Regions from separate parts of the Hordeum vulgare genome. Here region 1 is linked to region 2. Evidence: chromatin contacts called from public Hi-C data. All regions are on one chromosome and are shown on one strand. The core of a region is the stretch at or near the end of the contact, and the rest is flanking DNA. Distances in the headings are between cores, read along the strand shown.

Region 1 (2,866 bases), core at 297-2,796, 270 kb before region 2:
CGGTCGAGGACAAGCTTCTTTGCGAGTGTTGGAGAGACATTGGGCAAGACCCCAAGACATGCGCCGAACAAAAGCATTCAACCTTTTGGATTCGTGTTCACCGTGAGTTCCATGAGCGCAAGAAGTTTTCGCCGTACCAAATAGTAAGCACGTGCGGGTGGGTGTCCATTTCAAAATGTTGGAGGGTGATCCAACAAGAGTGCAACAAGTTTTGTGCCACTCTTGAGAGCGTCAAGGCCCGTCCCATGAGCGGCATCGGCATGCAAGACATGGTATGCTAGCAAGCCGTCCTCTTTTTTGTGTTATCAAGTTTATGCTTGGGTGTTCGTTTGCATATCATTTTGCGAATATGCTTGCATGAAATACATTTGTAGGCATTTCAAGCTTTGGAGGCATTCAAGGTCCAACACAATGGCAAGTGCTTCAACCTCTCCCATTGCTTTAGGGTGATCAAAGACGAGGAGAAGTTCAAGGCGCAATATGTCGCCCTCAAGTCGCATGGTAGGAAGCAAGCCGTGAAGGAGGTTGGGGACGGTGAGAAGGCTGGACCACGGGGGAAGACCAACTCCAAGAAGGAGGACAAGCGGGATGTTAGAGATCGAGGCCGCCAACGCCAAGACCAAGGCCAAAGAAGTGGCTCTTGCGAGCATGATGACCGGGATGGAGATCATGAAGGTGGATCTCAACACCGTGTCGCCAAGGAAGAGGCCATGGCTCGAGAAGATGTAGGCCGACATGCTCAAGTTTGACGACAAGTGATCTATGGCGGCGAGCGCCATCTTTTTTGGATGCCGGCATGTGTGCTGGCATGACCAGGGGGGGCGCGATGGCGTGGTTGAACTCAAGTCCCATCCTTTTTGTGTGTTGGCATGTGTGCCGGCCGTCTGGCGAGTGCGCCAACATGAACTGTGGTGTTATTTTTTTAAAGCCGGCATTGTATGCCGGCATGAGACATGGCCGCTCGCATGATCGGCCGCGAGCCTTTTGAAAAAAAATGTTGATTGCGGGTATAAAATGGGTTGGCGCGTTGGGCACACCGTCGAAACAAATTTAAAACAGGGCGGACGCCGGGCGGGCGGCCGACCCAAACGGACAAATTCGCCGTCCGTTTGGGTCTGTCCGTTGAAGTTGCTCTAATTCACTTGATAAAATGCTTACAAGCTTGTTTGATGAATACGCCTTTCGTTCCTAAATATAAGATGTATTATTTTTTTTTAAAGTCAAACTTTTCTAATTTTGATCAAGTTTATTGATAAAAATATCAATGTTTAGAGTAACAAATAATTATCATTAGATTCACCATGAAATACGTTTCTATATTTTGCATTTTTAGTATTGTAAATGCTTATATATTTTGCTATAAAATTGATCAAACATAGATATACTTTAACTTTGAAAAACTAATACACCTTATATTAATTATAAGGAACGGAGGGAGTATATCGAAAACACCCCACCCCCACCCCACCCCCACACACCCACCAAAAAAATGCACGCGATCGAAATTAAAATCAGACCAAACCGCGTCTACTGACGAGGGCGGACCCAGGTGAAAGAACATGCTAGGCTAGCGACAGTCAAGTCAACCGATCATACAAATACCTCCTTGTTTCTTTCCTTTTGCTTTACATACATACTAGTGGGCAGTGGCACCGGCAGCAAGCAGTCTATTCATCTCAGATCTGAAGTTCATCCCCTCTCCCGGTGTTCTGTTCCCAGCTTGGATCCTTCATCGAGGACGAGGACCGTTCCTCTCCAAGGTCAGTGCACTTGACGAACTGCTTAATTATTCCCAGATACAGCTTTCTTGTGCATCCTTAGTCTGATATTGTTTAGCAACTTCCTTCCTTTGGTAAATTGCAAGTTGTGATTGATCGCATCGGCAGCTTCTTACATTATCAGCGATTAATGGCCACCGGAGGCGTAACCCTGGAGAGCCTACCGAACGAGCTACCATTAGACTTCTTGAACAAAATCACAAGGAACTTCTCCGATGAGCTACTACTTGGTCAGGGCGCATTCGGGTCAGTTTATAAGGTAGTACTATGATTTTGCCACAACTTTCTCTGTCAATTAAGAGGTTGACACGGGAAAGTGCCAAGGTAGATTAGTTTTATGTGACGTTAAACAGGGGATCCTGGACGATGGTGGGGTGGTTGCTGTGAAGAAACTCGCGGAAAATTCCCCTGTACCACGTGACACAATATTCGTGAATGAGGTTCAGAATATTATGGTGCTTGAACATGAAAATATCGTCAAGTTGGTTGCTTACTGCCGTGAGGCACAAAAAAAATTGGTGCAGAGCAACGGACGATATATTATTGCAGAGGTCATTGACACTGTACTCTGCTATGAATACTTGCCTAAGGGGAGCCTTCACAATAATCTTTTTGGTATGTCATACATCATGCACTATCCGAGCTATTATTTTTCATGTACCTTGTTCGGAGTTCTAGCATGACTTTGCATAAGTTTCCTCTATTTTTTGCACTGGTAATATACTGAGCAGAAAAGGATAACATCACACGTTATCAATAGAAGAATCCTGCTGTTGCTTTGGTGGACATTTTTCTCTTCACAAGATCTTTGCTGTCATTATTATTCTGAGATACTTATTATCATTTTTATCCAGCATCTTGGATAGCTTATGAAATTCTATTACATGTTACTTCAGGTGAATCCGGTAGCATTGATTGGGATACGCGCTTTAAAATAATAAAGGGAATATGTGAAGGTATACATTTTCTACATACCTTGCCTAGTCCTGTTCTCCATTTGGGTCTGAAGCCTCAAAATATACTACTGGGTGACAATATGAAACCGAAAATTGCGGATTTTGGTTTCTCGAGAATATTCGGCCAAGATC
Region 2 (2,864 bases), core at 361-2,860:
ATTTTTTTCATCTAAAAAGTAAGAAAGACAGTTGAAAAACCGAAACACCGAAAAAACACCAAAAAACATTCAAAAAGCCAAAAACTCGCGCGAAAAAATAAAATCCAAAGAAAACATCCTGAGTGCTACGTGACTGCGGCTGAAAATACGTTAAGTGACGACGCTTGAAAGTGACCTTGTAAGGCTTCCCAAGAAGGGCGCTCAGATAGTTGCTATTTCAAAAGTTCCAAAAGCTGCTACCCGATTTGATCTTTGGGTTTTTAGGCCAACTACAGCGCGCGACTTTATATTATCCGCCCGTGTGTGTTTGGGGCAAAACGGACACGCCACGCGGCCCAGTGCGCGGGCGCAAACGGACGTTTGTCCGTTTTTTGTCCGCTTTCGACCCATTCCCGACCCAAACTTGGTCCGGTTTTGTGTTGAAACGGAAAGCGCACGGACGCCGCACGGACAGGCGGGACGCGCGCGCGTGTCCTCCCCTGGCCCGCCCGTCGGTGGCACAAAGCAGCACGGCCTTCCCGTCCCCACGCCCCATTCCATTTCATTCCCCCCCCCAAAACCCTTCCACGCCCCGCCCACCACCCTCCCGCCATGGACGATCCCCGCCGAATTCTGGCGACCCGACCACCAAGGCGAAGAAGAAGAAGGCGCCTTAGGGCACGATGAAGCCGCGGTTGGAACTCACGCCGGAGAAGATCACAAAGCTGGACGCGGAATCGGCCAAGAGGCGGAACAGGCGGCAGAGGCGAAGAGGAAGGACGCCACGGCCGCGTACGCCATCGAGCTCGCTGAGGTGGAGGTCGCGCGATAGAAGGCCGATGCTCAAGAGAAGGAGGACATCGTTAGCAAAGCGCACACCCTCCTCATGACGGGGTTGTGCCGTCCGACGAGCTTCGCGGCTGCGCCCGTCGGTCCGATGAGCATAGGCTCGTCGGTCGTCCGGCCTCCGAAGTGCCCCTCCCCGACGTCGTCGACCACGCCATTGTTGCATGGTTTCCCTCTGCTAAGCTGCCAAGCCCAAACCCGTTTGTCGGGGTCGTCGGAAGTCAGCGTGATCACGTCGTCGATGCCGCGCCCCTCGTCCGTCATCGACCTAAACGTCACGCCGGGGTCCTGCGGCCGCCCGTCCATCGAGATGCAAAGAAAGCAAGCCCGACCCCCGTCTACGGCCATCATGTCGTCTCCCCACGTCCTGTTCGGCGAAATGCCAACACCGACGCCAACGGTCGAGGACCCTTTCTACGGTCAATTCATGAAGGATGTTATCTTCGAGGGCTGTGGTGAGGCCTTTCAGAAGGGTGGGCTGGGCGGGACCTTCGATGGCCTGAACTAGGGAGGCTGGCATGGTGAGCCGGCCGCTGGCTGTGTTGCCGACGAAAAACCTATTCTTTTGGAGGCCGGCTGTACTGCCGGTGAGGACTTGTAGGCTGGCTGTGTTGTCGACGTGATTTAGGGCCGCTTGCATTAACTATGGGCCGTGGCTATTTTAAATGTTTGTGTTCGAAAATGAGGCGAACAAGATGCGGTCAAGAATTTGTTGGCGCGTCATAGAATGTGGACAAAACAAACATCTCGAATGGGTAGTACGCTGGAGTTGGCCTGAGAATTCGGGCTATATGGGTTCGGGTTCGGGTTGGATTTTATGCCCATCTTGAAGAGCATAAGCTGCTTGACTGACTGTAAGCTTGGTAGGCAGGGGGCGGAGCCATGGCGGACCTTGTGGTGGGCATGGCCAAGTCGGTGGTGGATGGGGCGCTGACCAAGGCCCAGGTGGCGATCGAGGAGGAGTCCAAGCTGCGGCAGAGCGCACAGCGCAACCTGGTGTTCATCACCGGCGAGTTCCAGATGATGCAGGCCTTCCTCAACAACGCCGACAGCGACCGCCTGGAGAATCCGGTGGTGCGGACCTGGGTGCGGCAGATCCGCGACCTGGCCTACGACGTGGAGGACTGCATCGAGTTCGTCGTCCACCTCGACAAGAACAACAGCTGGTGGCTCCGCCTTCTCAACCCCGTGAGCTGGCTCCTCGCGCCCTGCCTGGATCTCGCGCCGCTGCCGCTCGACGAGGCGGTCGACGAGCTGGACCGGCTCAAGGCCATGGTGGAGGACGTGAGCAGCAGGAACACGCGCTACAACCTCATCAGCGACTCCGGCTCCAAGCCCGCCGCCGACAAGCACGACCCGGCTTCCTCCCGCGATGCCGTCGGTGGCGCAACGGCGTTCAACAGGCTCTTCGAGGCGGCGTTTAGAACCACCCTAAAAGGGGGTCTCACCCAGCTGCTCCCCAAGAAAGACCATGACCTTGGAGTCATCTCCATCTGGGGCACCGGCACCGGAGGCGGAGAAGATCTTGGGATGACATCCATCGCCTGGAAGGCCTACACTGATAAAGGGGCCTGCCAAAACTTCGTCTGTCGTGCCTGGGTGAAGTTGATGCATCCCTTCGATCCCCACCAGTTCGTCCGGTCTTTGACGGCCCAGTTCTACGCAAACTCTTCCTCTCCCGGTGAGGAACACGCGACCTCTGTAGGTGGTGTACAAGTCCTGATGAAGATGGATGCCATGCGAGGAGTAGAACCCCTCATGGATTTCGAGCAGCTTGTCATGAAAAATAGGTACCTCGTGGTGCTGGAGGACGTGTCCTCCATGGCAGACTGGGATGCTATCAGGAGGTTCTTTCCAAACATGAAGAATGGCAGCTGCATCATCTTGCCCACCAAGCAGTTCGAGGTAGCAAGCTCGACCGTTGGACATCCATACCAAGTGCTGCATCTCAACCAGCTATCAGCAGAGCACTCTATTTACGCTTTCTTTACAAAGGTAATTAATCCTAGCCAAAACCTCATCAGTTTTTGTTTCTACTG

What was found. A called contact is a pair of places that touch in the nucleus more often than the background predicts.
Region 1: a Hi-C map of seedling shows a contact between it and region 2, with 2.1 times the contacts expected there. The contact joins the promoter of LOC123425605 here to the promoter of LOC123425602 in region 2. A contact is called at or near these places in 1 of 6 Hi-C or Micro-C datasets (seedling) and 1 of 1 datasets of contacts at active chromatin or transcription factors (embryo).

What each region holds. Positions count from the first base shown.
Region 1 is chr2H:148,058,703-148,061,568 of MorexV3_pseudomolecules_assembly, reverse strand. LOC123425605 (cysteine-rich receptor-like protein kinase 10) reads left to right here and starts at 1,546. Exons shown (of 7, transcript XM_045109298.1): 1 at 1,546-1,760; 2 at 1,865-2,037; 3 at 2,132-2,393; 4 at 2,675-2,866. The coding sequence starts at 1,909.
Region 2 is chr2H:147,793,108-147,795,971 of MorexV3_pseudomolecules_assembly, reverse strand. LOC123425602 (disease resistance protein Pik-2-like) reads left to right here and starts at 1,610. Exons shown (of 4, transcript XR_006621865.1): 1 at 1,610-2,820.